3 separate regions of the Mus musculus genome follow, and regions 2 and 3 are each linked to region 1. A link is a contact called in public ChIA-PET and Hi-C data. All regions are on one chromosome and are shown on one strand. Each heading gives the region's core, a stretch centred on a gene start, on an enhancer-like site or on the middle of the called end of the contact. The rest is flanking DNA. Distances are from core to core; before and after follow the strand shown. Region 1 holds the start of Tspan13 (tetraspanin 13). Region 2 overlaps Bzw2 (basic leucine zipper and W2 domains 2). Region 3 overlaps Bzw2 (basic leucine zipper and W2 domains 2).

Region 1 (4,886 bases), core at 1,774-4,273:
ATGAGAAGCGGCCTCATCAAACATACTCACTTTAGAGTCCAGTTTGGTTTGCTCTTGCATTTCCAGGTTGAGACTCATGTCATCACAAACCAACTAACACTGTTGACTGAAGAAACTCATCATCTTTAAATATAGGAAGCTCTGAAGCAAGTGGCTCTGTTCCTTATGACACACCAATTCTACTTCCCCTTTTCATCTGCGTGTACAGATTGTTTACACACAGTACATTAACCCACGGTTATGTCAGTACTGCGATTCCCTCAGTTAAAAGACGCATGGCAGAAAAGAAAAATCCACCATTAACCGCTCTACAGTCACTGGATTCCCAAGACAAATTCAGGGATGTTCCTCCCATCGTGTTTGAGGGACCTGCTTTCTACTTCTAGACTGGTCACACTGAGAACTGTCTGGCTCACTTGAGGGCACACAGCTTGGCTGAGAGTGCCCCCGAGTTCTCAGAAAATGCTTCAAAGCAACAGCGGTGAAGTCTGACACAGGCATGCATGGGCCTTCCCGCCAGCTACCCTGGTTCTAACACTTGCAGAAATGACCTCATCTTTATCACTGCAGCACTGAGCAGAACACAAGCACTTACCAGGGCCAGAGTAGAACCTACAGAGGATCTTTTTATTCCCGTCCTAAAAAAAAAATACCTCCTAATCGCCAAATTCAACCCTGGTAGAAATCACACTTTTTTTTTTTTCATCTTCAAATGTTGAGGGAGAGACAGGGAAGAAGACACAGGTGTTTATGTTTAGCTAGATGTTAAAAATCAAGTCTACCCTTTCCTTCTGTTCACCTCGCTGTCATAGTCACTTTGCCTATTTGCAATGCTTAGGAGGAAATGTTTAGACAATAACTTCTTTTCCCTTTGTCTAAAACAGTCTAGGACTTTGAATGGCTAGCCATATTTATATTCCCATGAATTTCCAATTAATTTTCACTGCATACCTGATAAAAAATCAATAACACACACTTTGGAAGTCAATAATTTAGGGCAGATATTAAATAATCTTAACATATGCCTTTAGGGTCAACTTTTCTTTCTCCTGGCTTTCACGACACGCTGTAAATACTGCTGGAAATAATATACCTTAAAAGCAGTATTACTTGATTTGAAAAAAGAAAAAAGGTTCTTTTTTTTTTAAATGTATATATTGCACATTGATGTCTACAGATAGCCGAAGAGGCACAGAAGCAGCCACTGTACCCTGCACTGTGTGTAAGCAGACACTGTAAGATGGAGAATCAGGTAAACAGATGACTGAATCACTGAGGGGGGGAGGGGGACTCAGGCACAAAATAGAATGTGACGTTCTAAGCAGACCATTCATGTTAATAAGAGAAATTGTTCAAGAACGGATAGGAATTTACAATATAGCAATGTGGTAAGCATGCCTCACACCGCACAGGTGAACTTAATATGAAACTTGACATGGATTTCCAGTGACAGGAGCTGTTTCGCCACCATGTATTCTAGAATTTTTCTGCCAAGTGTACCATTTGTGAGCATGTTGACTGGATTCCCAGGAACTAGCCAGAAAAATATATACACCATCGGTGCCTATGTCAAAGCTTTGCCATCATTTTCAGACACACACCAGAAAAAAAAAAAAAAGGTAAAATGACCCGTGACCTGGTGTCTCTGCTTGTCAACCACAAGCGGCCTCTCTTGTCCATAGATGTAACCTAAGCTGGCCCAGATGGCCTGGCTCTGCTAATGCAGGGAAACTGGGTTTGTTTTCAGGGTGGGTGCTGCAAGCACCAGATGTATTTATAGAAGAGAACAAGTCTCCGATGGAATGAGATGACCGAAAGGAAGTTTCTTCCACGCAGGAGAGGCAGCTTGTGGAAAGGTCTAGATTCCACAGCTTGGTTCCAGTCCAGACTCTCCAACTACCAGTTATGAAAACTTAGTAAAGCCTTTTTTGGTCTTTACCGTTATAAAATTTAGACAACTGCGCTTGCCACAGATAGATAACAAATTGACAAATGAAAAGGCTGGGGTGGTGAAGGTTTTCAATAAACATCACCTCAACTTCCTGCTGTCCAGCCACAATTATGCCTCAAAAAAAAAAAAAATCAAACTGAGTTTTCCATGTTAAAGCTGGAAGGCATATGCTGATACGTAGGGAGGAAAAAATAAATAAAAAAATAAAAACGACTTGGGTGGAGGACTATATACTGAAGGACTTCGCCAAAAATGGAGCTAGAATATTGATAAAGGGGAAGGAAGATGGCATGGGAAAAGCATCAGGCGAATACCTCACGGGCAGAAACATCAACAAAGAGACTTTATGTAAGCACGAAACAAACTTCGGAAGCCACGGATATCCTGTGAACCTGCTCTATGGCCTCCATTCAAAAGGCAGCTTTTAGAGCTGTGCCAGAAGCGCGCCATCCACAGGCCGCCTGGTCCATCCCAGGCCCCACTATCCCGCAAACCTGTCCCCTAAGCCCGGGCTGCTCTCCAGCCTCCGAACCTCCAGATGGGATGGCCAGCCGAAAGCGTGCGGCTAGAGGGATTGAGATGGAAACCTGGGGATGGATGAAAGAATGGGGAGAGTGGGAAGGAACGCGAAAGTGAAGGGCTGCAGAGAGCAGGGCGAGGGGCGAGCGCCACAATGAAGGACGGGCGGAGACTGCGACAAGCAGGCTCGGGGTCCCGGGCGGGGGCTGCAGGCGAAACTGGGGCGTGGGAAGCCCGCAAGGGGCGCGGGATGGGGCGCAGGCGAATACTCAGGCGGGGAGGAGGCCGACGGCCCCCGCAGGTGCCACCGGGCGCGGGCTACTCACGGTATACAGCAGGTTGAGCGCGCACAGGCAGTTCTTGGAGCACGAGAAGCCCCCGCACACCATCGTGGCGCGTGGGCTAGCGGGTGCCTGCGGGTCGAGGCGTCTTCCGCCGGGCTGGGCGAGTAGCTTCTGGATCCTGGCCTCCTGAGCCTGTGGCCCGGGCTAGGCTCGGGGCTCGGGTTCGGGGTTCAGGATCAGGGCTGCAGTGCCGCGCCCGCAGCGGCTCCCACCCGCTCTGCAACCTGCGGCCGCAGCGGATCCGCCGATCGCGCGCCCCGCCCCGCCGCCTCGTCTCGCCCTGCACTCTGATTGGCCACTGCTAGGGAACAAAGGTAGAGATATGCAAATCAATGCGCTCTGGGGTCCGGGAGAGGCGGGGCAGCTCAGCGGAGGAGAAGGAGGAGGAGGAGGAGGGGGCCCCGAGACTGTCTGGAGGGAGCCGGCCTCTGGCTCACGAGACTGTGGCCTCTGTATAATTTCCCCCCTCCCAGGTGAACAGCAGAGGGCGGGGCTCCACGCTGGCAGGAGAAATGACAGCACCTCTCTCCATTCTTGCCCTGTGGGTGACGTGGCACCATTTTGAATGAGATGATAAAACAAATCGAAGCACCTGGCCTCGTTTGAATGAAAGAAAGACGACAAGAATGAAAGATTTACAGAGAACAGGGAAGGGGGCAATGAAAGGAAAAACATCAGTGAAAGACTAAAAAGAGCAAATAAAAACTAATTTCTCTCGACATAGGTAAGAAAGGTAACCTGTAATTGTGACAGATTTCAGATCAAGAGGACTTAATCTACAGGGATTTTTGAAATACTAATAAACCTTATGAATACATATGTGCAAAATAAATCAGGAGTCTTTATTCTTGTAGTGGGATCCTGGGTTTTAGGGGCCTATTTTTGCATAAATACAAGCTAGGAAGCCTTTCGATAACAGATTCAATTAATTTATCATCACTTTTGTTTGCTGCATCTTCATCCTGATTCCTAACCTCTAACTAGATTATTAGAAGTATATCATGCACTATTTGACAGACCCCCTTGCATAGAATAAAGTGTCCTATCAGATGCACCAGTGCGCCTGATGGTTTTAAGGCACTCACTACTGGGTTCCAACTGTTAAGCGGCAGTAAAGGCTTGGTATTTTCTATTTGGTATTTTCTATCAAAAGAAATTCTACCAATAGGTTTTATAAAGAGATTTTTAAGGGCCTTAAGAGTTGGCTCAGCTGTTATGGCACTTATTGCTTTTACAGAGGACCCCAACACCCAAATGGCACTCACAACACCTGTCTCTCCAGTCCTGGGGATCCAGTGCCCTCCTCTGACCTTAGTGGGCATCAAGCATGCACATGGTACACACATGCAGGCAAAACACTCGTAAAATAGTAAAATAGATCTTTTAAAAAGCGATTTTCAAATTTACTGTACATTTTGAGCCTAAAACTTCTCACGGTTAGGTGAATGTATGTCAAAAAACAAAAACAAAACAAAACAAAAAAAAAACCCAAAAAAAACAAACATAAAAATCATTGACTTAAACAAGTTAATTAAATACCTTCTCTTCAAATACTCCAGCCTATTTGTACTTCCTTTAGAACTCACCATGCAAATAAACACTCATGGATTTTACGTCTCTTGCAATCCTTATCAATCTTGTATGTATTCCCAGAAACATTTTTAAAAATTAGTATGGGAAATAACTCTGCACTCCAAACTATACTGCTCTACTTTTCTTTTTAAAATCCAGAATTTTAATACTTACATGGTGGTGCACGTCTTAAATTTCAGTACTCTGGAGGCAGAGGCAAGCAGATCTCTGTGAGTTTCAGGTCAGTCAACACTGCATAGGGAGACTCTGTTTTAAACTATATAAATAAAACTAAACTAAGCAGTTTACAAAGAAGTGTCAACAAGAAAATCTGAGACTCCAACACCAATATCCTATCCAAATAAAGCGTAAGCAGTTTTCAGGGTGGAAGTAACTACTTCAGTCTCAAGCTTTTCTTTTCTACATACTTCGTGTATTTTAAACATTCTGAAAGATTTGGGTGGGCAAGAGAATTGTATTTGGAAGTCAAGCTTGATAGC
Region 2 (4,886 bases), core at 1,263-3,762, 94 kb after region 1:
CAGAGGATTTTAATAGAGGAAAAGCAGTGAAGACAGGGAGAAATAGTACCTGAGGGCAAATGGTCACTGAGCTTAGAAATCCTAAGTTCAGGAGGTTTACTGGGATTCTTCTTTCAGGGTGAAAAGTCTCTTTTGTTCACCACGGCTGTCAAGAGCTGGGGATGTAGCTTAGAGATGAAGCACTCATCTCACATGTGCCCATGTGCAAGGTCCTGGCCAGGCCCAATCATTAGCTCAGCAGGGAAAGAAGATGAAAGAGAAATCACACAGGTATGGTGACTCACGCTTGTAGTCATGAGTTTCAGCACTCAAGGAGTTGAAACTGCAAGACTGTGGCAAGTCCAAGGCCCGCTGGGACTCTATGGTGAATTCTGCTCACAGCAGGAATGAGTGAAAGTTCCATGTGTTTCAAGGGCCAGTACCGCTCGATTTAATCTGACTTCAAATTTTGGGAACCTCTTTCCCCGAGCATTTCTACCTTTTACGTGACTATTTTCTCAAAAAGAACCAAAACAAAGCACAAAACAGGAAACTAAAATATAAAATGTGATGTCACAATCAGTAAGGTTGTAAATGTAAGAAGCAGCCAAGCTTATCCACTGTTTTCATTTTATCATTAAAGAGGCAGAGCCCTGGGGAAGACACGAGAGCCATCCAACACTGAACAGCAAACTCAATTCCACCACGGCTGCACCACAGAACTGAGGCTAGTTAGAGTTCCAGTGTAGCAGTAAGGGGAAGTAAGAGACAATTCAAACTTTTCTCAATTCTAACGATTTGATTAGAACACAACACAACACTATACAACACAACACAACACAACAGAACACAACCTACCCCTTTTCCGGGTTTTGAACCGCTGGCCTGTTAGTACTGGCTTCTGATGCTTATTCATAAAATTACTGAAAAAGAAAAACAACATTTATGTACTTTAAAACAGCATTCCAAACAACCCTACGTAGATCATCAGTACATGGTCAACCCCAACCATGTGGGAATAGGGCTTTTACACTACTGGACTGGCAACATGTGAAAGTTTACCAAGAACCACTTTTGGCAAAGGTTGGGAAACAACCACCCACATCAACGTTGGCAGAAGTTAGACTTCATGCCACACTTTTGGGGAGTATATGGTGAATATCTGTGAATACTTACATGTGTATACCGTGCAGTCTAACAATTACTTTCCCCCTGCTGTCCTACAGCTGCACTCACACACCAAGGCAAACATACATGTATGTGAAATACAGTTGTAGCATTCCACACGCATTTAGTTACGTAAATCACAACTTAGCCACTGCATAGAACATTGGCAGCCTCAGGAAAGGATGAATTAGATCTAACTCTGCTGTATCGCAGGTTCTGCTTCTAGCTCTGATGATGGGAGTTATGTCAAGACCCCATTTTCCCCATCATGCATTGCGTTGCAACCTCACTGACTTGTGCTTTTTGCTCCAAAAGACAAGATGAAATCTAGTTTCTGAGGCCACATACTGGCTTCTTCTAGGTCGACTCCCCCAGCTGATCCTGTTCCTTTCTCTGTGCATACTCTCATGCCTCCTCTGCAGAGGACTTCCTGTCTGATAGAAATGTCCCCTGCTTCCTGTGTGTGTTGACTAGTGTTCTGCTCCTTCTGTCTTCAGGACCAGTCATTTTATTGTCATCTGATTGATCTAAGACCTAAAAATCTAGGACCATTTTTAAGGCCTAAAAATTAAGCAGCGTATAAGCATTTAAATGCTTACCTGGTAAGCAGCTATGCTAACATGGGATGATGTTCAGTTGTCAATAGGTAAAAATTCTATTAAAGAATGTAAAGTGTAACTTACTTGCCTAAAAAGAGGGTAAATATGTGATTCTCATATGTAAGAAAAAATTAAATATTCATACATAAAATGTATTCTTTAGGACCTTTTAACAATGAATAACCTGTTGGCATGAATATATACCAAAAATACCTAGACTGCTTAAGTTATAGAGGCGAAGTAAGACAGTACATGTTATTCAAACAGGCTACTGAATTTATCATCTACCATTTAAAAAAGTGTGACTTGAAGCTAATCTTGGTGGCACAGGCCTATAATCCCAGCTACTTGGGAGGCTGAGGCAGGAGGATTTCCAGTTTAAGTCTTGCTTGGGATACAGAAAAAAGTTCTAGGCCAGCCTTGGCAACTAAGTGAGACCTTGTCTCAAAATGAATGAATCAATAAAAAATTAACAAAAGGGGTTACCCAAGCAATTATTACTTCATGAAGTTTAAAAGGGTCATTAGGAATATGAAAAAACAAATATGTCACTTCACAGAATAAATGTTCCTTCCTAGGGCTGGGGCTATTCCTTGGTGGTAGAACACTTGCCTGGCACGATCTTGGTCTCATGCTCCATCCCCACAGCCACCAAAACCAAACCAAACCACAATTTCCTTTCTCACCAATCGCTCTGACGAAGTAAAAGTAACTGCAAACAAAGCAACAGATGCAGAAACACAGTCGGTCGATTGTGCCACCGGCGCCGAGTTTCTAACAACTTCATCTAGTGAAAGGAAGTGCTTTGAGATATAAGGATGCCAGCCTGAGAAGATGAGGAGTAAGTCTAAGTCCTTAAGAGGTGCCAATAGTTACAACATCAGACCCTTCATCAGTGGCACCGCCTGTTTCACGTGATGGACACTGGGTTGGAAAAGAAGCACCACACGGGGATCACTTACATCAACTGTGAGAACCACCCAGAAACCTCCCTGGTAACTTTTCTCTCAGATGCACCCTTGGCCAGCAAACCTTTAATTGATGCAAAAGTGGTAACGTCTATGTCTTCCTCAACATGTCCACTGCACTCCCCCCCCATACAGACACCCCCAAATGTATTATCCCTCAACTCCCAGAAATCGTTCAGTGTTCAAGTCTCATTAGAAAACGTGGAAACAAAAATAAAATGAAAAAAAAATGCAACTCTGTCAAAATGTCTTTATCTTATAAGTATTTGGAAAAACTCAAGTGTGAGCTTTCTCTCAAAATTTTTGATCCAAAACACAAACCTAAGGACTTAATTAACACTGTCTTTGCACCTTATTCACATTTTTATGTCTATCAGAGAATGACCACAGAACACATCTAACTTTTAAATCAGTTCTAAGTGCTTACATTTTTCTTCACAGCCTGCTTATGGAACTTATTGTCAACACCATCTATCTATTCTATGTGGAGAATAACTGGATGATATGGAAACATACATGTGTTAATACATGCCAACAAATCTGAAACAAAACCTGTCTCTCACATTCCGAGACTGAGGACGCTGGGGTATCTGTCACTGGGCTGTTACTATTTGCAGCAGAGGCACACTTCCCTCTAAATTTAGCTCATCATGGCTACAGTATAACCCGCTCCAGTGAGGGCCAGCCTGCATAAGGTCCTCGCTGAGCCCATGTGAAAAATCCTGGCCTGAGAAAAGCCAGATCACTTGGGATTAAGAAATAGACAGAGCTCAAACCTAGAACAATATCAAAGAATGGGCAGCAAAGAATAGTCTAGAGGACACCATTAAAAGTACACCTTCTATGGTTGCTTATTATTATTTAGTATTATATTTACCACACCACATTATAACCTGAAGCCAGTTAACTAGATACAAAGTAGCATCGTTCTTTGCCCCACACTGGAAAACCTGGTGGGTGTGGCAGAAGCCCATTAGTAATCCTACTAATACTTTGGAGGCTGAGGTGGGGTTGGGTGGGGAGGTCACAGTTTTGATGTCAGCCAGGGCTACTCAGACCCTACGTCAATTGGAAAGATACACACTGTATCAAGCCAAGCACAGATGATCTATCAGAAAGGACTTGATCCTTCCCTGCCTCTTTGAGTGAAGGATGGTTTGCCCCAGTACTTGGAAGTTTGCTCATACATTCTGGCGTGGTCTGCTGTTGTTTGGTCTGGTTTAGTTTATCTCTAAATTCTGATAGCCTCCTTCCATGACGTACATACTACTGCACTATGCACATGACACATCTTCAATTTAGGACCATAAAGCAGAAGTCACAATTTTTTTTTTCCTGTAAAAGGACAGAGAAATACATCTCAGCTTTATGGTCTCATCTCTGTTTCAATTGCTACGGTCTGAAGAAGCCATCTGCAAATGAGTCCTGCAAAGATGGCTCAGAGGGCAAAAGCTTTCATCTACAAAGCTGATGATGTGAGTGAGGTTGATTTCTGAAACCCATTAGGGAGGAAGAGACAGGACTGATTCCATAAAGTTGTCCTCTGATCTCCACATATGCAGTCACACATGTCCTTCTCTCCTGTCCCCATGTGTGCACACCTTACACTCATGTGTACACAAAGACCTTAAAATTTTTAAAAGGAGAAAATATGAAAACAAATGGTTATGGCTATATGGCAGTAAAACATTACTGCCAAAGAAGGTAGTAACCCAGCTGAGACCACGTCCTCCCATGTCTGACAATGAACAATGCATTCAGTATGTCTATGTATAATAAAAGAATGGCTTTGTTTACAGTCTCTAACACAGTACCAAGTAGGTATATTTAACCACTGAACCTTTTAGTAGGATTGAATACCTAAATGTTTAATTTTATTTCATTCTCATTAGTTAAAATTTAAATAATCAATCAGACTAATGGTTACCATATTAGACCATGTGATTTTTAAAACAAGTCTTATGGCTTCAAATACTTAATAAAAACATATCTGAAAAACTGTATGTTTTCTTAAATTCTGTGTATGTCTGTGTGCATGAAAGAATTTGCCCAGGCCATTGGATTCCCTGGAGTTACAGGCAGTGGTGAGTCAACCGATATAGGTACTGGGGACCCAAACTCAAGTCCTCTTAACAGTCCACACTATCTCCTGATCTGACTATCTGCAGAATTT
Region 3 (4,886 bases), core at 1,515-4,014, 68 kb after region 1:
GTGACACAGAATAAGAGAAAGGCTCCGTGTCCTGGATAATCATTATGCGGGTGAACCCTTTGGGTTCAGTAGAGTAGGGCACTTGAATCAGACCGACTTTCCGTGGGTTTGAAGTAAACAACAGGTCTGTGAAATTTTCTGTCTCTTAAAATTAAATATCTCAATGGGTGTGTCGGGCTTGCCTAGATCCAGTCCCTACAATGTATCCTTAATTTCTACTCTTGAGATGACTCCCACGCCCCGTCGAAGTGAAAAGTCCATAGGTAAAGAAACTGCAGACTGCAAAGGCACCCTCCTCCTTCCCTTCCCCACGTTCCAGACTGGGAACCTTTCTATATACATGAGGATGACCTTGAACCTACTGTTCTCTTCACTGCCTCGCTGCGAAGATTAGCCACCATACCTGCTTTATGAGATGCTGAGATTAAACTGAAGGCTCGTATGTACCAAGCAAGCTACACCCTGAATCCTGTAATTCTCTTTCCTTGATTCACGTCAATCCAGTGTATTCTGTAACTAGCAACACACCCTCTTCACCTCCCTTATTGTGAGAAGATAACTGTTGTCTTTACTCCTGGGCTGACCTTCAGAAATAGAAGAGTGGCTTGGGTAGCTTTAGAGAGAAGTGGCTGAACTACTAGAGGCTGGGATTCCTTCAATGAATAGCAACAGGGGACTGGCCTACATCTAAAAGCATGGCTGTGGTTTTCTCTGTAGTTCTCCTCACCCTGTGGGCCCTGAAAGTCATGCGCAGCTCTAGTTGGAAGAATATGGTTGAAATTGCCGTAAGACCATGGATGCACGAGCTTTTGTTGTTCTAACACCTCCACCTGGTGGACAGTTACCAGTCTAAGCTTCTCCAGCTCTTGAGAAGCCAGGTAAGGTTTGGAGTTATAGTGGATACAGCTGAAGCGCAGGGATTTGGGAGTAGGAGGAACGCCCACTAGAGCCTGAGTTTATCATATAGAAAGGGTGTTTTTTTTTCCCCCAGCTTAAAGAATGCCTTTCCAGATGTATAAACAGTTATTGCCATCTAACACATAGCAAACTATGCTTAAACATGGTTCCAAAACCTGTAGCCTTTACACAGCTATTGTAAAGGAGTGAATAAGATGCTGGCCCAACTGATCTTCCCCTGTGTGGATTTTTGTTTTCTTCTTCAAAGGTGCTGGAGGATAGTTCAGTGGTGGAGCTCTTGCTGTGTACGCGCACAGTCCTGGATTTGACTCCAAGGACCATGAAAATAGAAACAAGCAACACATTTATATCCAGTGATGCAAAATGCCCAGCCTTGACACTAAGTACTAGTTAATGCTTAACACCAGGTAGAGAATCGACAATCCAATAGAAGTGCCACTGTATGGGAGATTTTACCAGCAGACAGCCAAGTCTATATGTTGATAAAACAGTGTGATAATCATAGCAGCCTGGTTATGAGGAAGCAATGTGAGCCAAAATAACATCAATTTCTAGAATAGCCCAAAATATAATAAAATAGGATTTTGAGTGAGTACCTTGAGCCAACTTCAGTGCTAGGAGTAAGGGAACAGTGAATGGTAACACATATGAGGGAGGGAAAGCTTATGTTATATGACCCGTGTAATTCTACACACACACACACACACACACACACACACACACACACAGACACACACACCTCAGCATGCATAGCTTTCTGCAGTGTTGGGGATGTAAGCCGTGACCTCGTAAATACTTCTTCAAGCACTCTACCACTGGACACACCCACACCCATCAACCATGTATGTTGTCCTGGAGTTCACTCTGGTCTCCTAGCTCGCTGAGGGGCGCCACCCTTACCCTTTATCTGTGTGTGTTGTGCAGGAGTTCACTACGGCCTCCTACCTCCTTGATGGGGCATTCCTGAGACAGTCGCTCTTGCAGCTCCTTCTGCAGTTCTTTCCTGGTGCCCAGCGACTGCTGGACTCGGAGAAAGTCCGACAGCTCCTTCAGCCCCGCGTCAGTGAAGTACTTAGCGAAATGATCCACACTCTGTCTGTTCACTGGGAAGAGTTCCTGAAGGAGAAAAGGAGGTTTGTAAGCTACAGGCTATTCAAATTAGGATGGGATTCTCATACTAAAGCCACTTGTGACATCGCTCATTCAGCTGAGGAGGACTGAAGTGTTCCTATACAGTCACGGAGGTGAGCATCTTTTAAAATAAAGTATTGAGCAACATAGACAAACTTGCTTTGTTCACCGTACCCACCCATCTCTTTTTCTTTGCTTTAATCAACAATGGCACAGGACTAAATTCACCTGACCACATGAATATGATAAAAACTCTGAACAGTATTTAAATTGTTTTTAAAGTGAGAGGAAGGAAACTGAAACCGTTTGCACTGCTTCCTTCGTTGAGTTAACAAGGCTCTTTCTGTAAAGCTGAAATGATTGGAAACACTAGAAAAAAAAACAAAAACAAAAACAAAAACAAAAAAACCAAACCGCTCCTCCCCAGGGACCTCCACTCATCACAAGTAAATGCTGCAGCCAAGGATACAGTAAAGGAGCCATGGTGGACTTTGCTATCTATTCTCCACTAATGATGGTGGCTCTCAATTAAGGTCTGGGCAAGACCTATTCTAAACTTAACTCATCGACTGCTCAGCTTACCACATTATTCTGATGGTGTGGTTTGTTTGTTTTTGGTTTTGGTAAAACAACAATAAAAAGAGCAGAACACCATAGCTGCTTTGATATCTTCATCACGTCATCTTCCCCTACGCAGCCTGGCACCTTCTCATAACCGTCTAATCCTGTGTGAATTCAGCAGCTAACTATGAAATGCAGGCAATTCACAGAGCTCTCACATTCTCCCGACTGCTGGCAAGTCTAAAAACTGGGCACAAACTTTACATTGGTTAGATCTGCCTGTGTGTTGCCAAAGGCTCCATATCTCCAACTCAGTACAAAGAGCTGTCATGGGGGCTGCCACTGAGGAGAGGGGCAGAGCAGAGGCTGCTTGGCCAGGACTTAAACCTCAGCCTTCCCCTATTTCACCCCCAAATTTCCCTTGACTCATATATTTTTATGTCAGAACAGAGTCAGTGGGAGAATCTATCAAATGCGCATGCATATCAAAATACCACTTCCCACCACACTGAAACTTCACCGTTAATATTTACAGTATCATTGTGTTAGTGTTTACAGTTCCATCCAAGACATTTCAGATTTAGTGGAAGGGGCCAATTTCATTTTATGGAGTGGTCCCTCCCCTCCCAGAGAATCAACTGAATTGGGATTTCCTTTAGACTGTTTAAAATAAGCAAGTGTTTCTAGAAACAAAAGCGCTCTTGCTCTCTCTCTCTCTCTTGTCATTTCTCTATATCTAACAAGTGTGTTTATATATGTGCAGTTTGTAGGACCCACTTGTGTGAGCTCTCAGAGGACAGCCTGTGGAAATCTGGTCTTTCCATATGTGGGTCCTGAGGAATCAGTTCTCAGGCTCGGCAGCAGGCACTCCTACTCATGTATCCATATTGCCAGGCAGGCCTGAAGTAGACATGCATCAATAAATTTAACAGCTGATGTGGCTGATACAGCTAGAAATACTTCAGGACAGTGCCATTGGCACTAAGGTCAGTCAACATTGGCTCCATAGCTCAGTATAACCACGGAACGCTCTTTGTCAGGAAGACGTGACTGCAAAATGGGATTTGATGTTATGTTCAAGTGCATGCCAATCATACTGTTCCCATACAGTTCATTTATGAAGATGTCGTTTTAGGATACACAGCCTCATCGCATAGGCCTTCCTTACTACCAAAAAGTCTGTATTAATTATTATTCTGCCTGATCTGGTTTCCTGTAGCTTTTGTCTAGGTAATTTTCTCTCTACAGTGTTTCACCTTGACTTTCCCCTTTGTTTTTGATTTTGAGATCGAGTCTCATGAAGGTAGCTTTGATCTGGCAATATACTAGAAGACTAGCTTCAAACTCATGGTAATCCTCTAGCCTCAGCCCCCCAGTGTTAGGATTACAGACAAGTACCACAATAACCCCAAATTCACCATTAAAAACAAACCTGCACTCGCTATCTCTGTGTTGCCCATTCCCTTGAAGTCAATGCTACTTCATAAAAGCCAGGGTCTATTTGCTTTCTTTCAATTATCCCCATTCCCAGAAATTCGTGGCACACAATGTGCCAATACCATACTCAATGAATAAATAAAAGACCAACTTCTCCTTTTTCTAGGGATTCGAAATAGTTTCTTCCATCCCCTCTCCCCTTGAGCTATACAATTTTTTCCTTCATCTGTAACAGTGCTGAGTAATAGCTAACATCACTATTTTTGTGAACAGTTACATAAAACTTAGCTGCATATCTTCATGAAACAAAAAATGACTCCCTTGAGAATATAACAGATGCCAAGTGTCTCATGGGTTGAGTCAGGAAATCTCAGGCACCTCCTGTACTTGTTCGCCACAAGCAGCCTCTCCTCTCCCCACTGATGTTGGAAGCTCTTGGGAGAAACAGAATCTACGCGTCTCTTTCCCACAGCATGCAGATCTAGTAAGTTCAGTTAAATGACATGTGTTTTCAAGACAGATGCACTTTTATATCCAGTGACCTAATTAACCAACCTGTAGCTAGTTAAGAAACCAGACTTTGAGTCTTTTGTGGCAAGTTGTGATAGATTCTATCTTTGTTCCCAATCGCCAACTTCCTCTCCGTCAAAGTGGATCAACAGAACCCCTCCCTCAGTGCTGCAGACAGAGGCTAAATGTCCTACTCTATTTTCCAGACTTGCCAGTGACTTTTTCTCCTAATTTTTATTTTAAATGGTATTTATGCACACGTGTCAGAGTGTAGATATATGCACATGAGACCAGAAGAGGGCGTTGGAGCCTCTGGAGATGGAATTACA

The links. Hi-C and Micro-C count contacts between places; a contact is called where the count stands out from the background. ChIA-PET counts read pairs in DNA pulled down with a chosen protein or histone mark.
Region 2: an RNA polymerase II ChIA-PET map of memory CD8 T cells shows a contact between it and region 1, with 290 read pairs. The contact joins the enhancer-like site here to the promoter of Tspan13 in region 1. A contact is called at or near these places in 3 of 39 promoter capture datasets (the C10 cell line and the HPC-7 cell line), 10 of 484 Hi-C or Micro-C datasets (CD4 T cells, CD8 T cells, CD8 central memory T cells and 6 more), 5 of 115 datasets of contacts at active chromatin or transcription factors (bone marrow-derived macrophages, effector CD8 T cells, memory CD8 T cells and 2 more) and 2 of 9 other capture datasets (adipose tissue and liver).
Region 3: a contact with region 1 is called in a Hi-C map of cerebral cortex, with 4 times the contacts expected there. The contact joins the enhancer-like site here to the promoter of Tspan13 in region 1. A contact is called at or near these places in 4 of 39 promoter capture datasets (the C10 cell line, the HPC-7 cell line and hippocampal neurons), 6 of 484 Hi-C or Micro-C datasets (bone marrow-derived DN3 thymocytes, cerebral cortex, conventional type 1 dendritic cells and 3 more), 2 of 115 datasets of contacts at active chromatin or transcription factors (bone marrow-derived macrophages and neural progenitor cells) and 3 of 9 other capture datasets (adipose tissue, liver and pancreatic islet).

The regions. Positions count from the first base shown.
Region 1 is chr12:36,039,455-36,044,340 of GRCm38.p6, forward strand. Tspan13 (tetraspanin 13) reads right to left here and starts at 3,024. Exons shown (of 6, transcript NM_025359.3): 1 at 2,797-3,024. The coding sequence starts at 2,859.
Region 2 is chr12:36,134,054-36,138,939 of GRCm38.p6, forward strand. Bzw2 (basic leucine zipper and W2 domains 2) reads right to left here. Exons shown (of 12, transcript NM_025840.3): 2 at 838-902. The coding sequence starts at 895. Among named protein-coding and RNA genes, the nearest start is that of Bzw2, 20 kb to the right of the region's middle. Within about 2 kb of position 2,513, at least 43 of the 459 cell types and tissues checked have an H3K27ac peak or open chromatin away from gene starts, as enhancers often do. A contact at or near this core is called in CD8 T cells, CD8 central memory T cells, effector CD8 T cells and 4 more, where this site is marked.
Region 3 is chr12:36,107,842-36,112,727 of GRCm38.p6, forward strand. It overlaps Bzw2 (basic leucine zipper and W2 domains 2), which reads right to left. Exons shown (of 12, transcript NM_025840.3): 8 at 1,864-2,034. Among named protein-coding and RNA genes, the nearest start is that of Bzw2, 47 kb to the right of the region's middle. Within about 2 kb of position 2,765, at least 12 of the 459 cell types and tissues checked have an H3K27ac peak or open chromatin away from gene starts, as enhancers often do. A contact at or near this core is called in cerebral cortex, cortical neurons and forebrain, where this site is marked.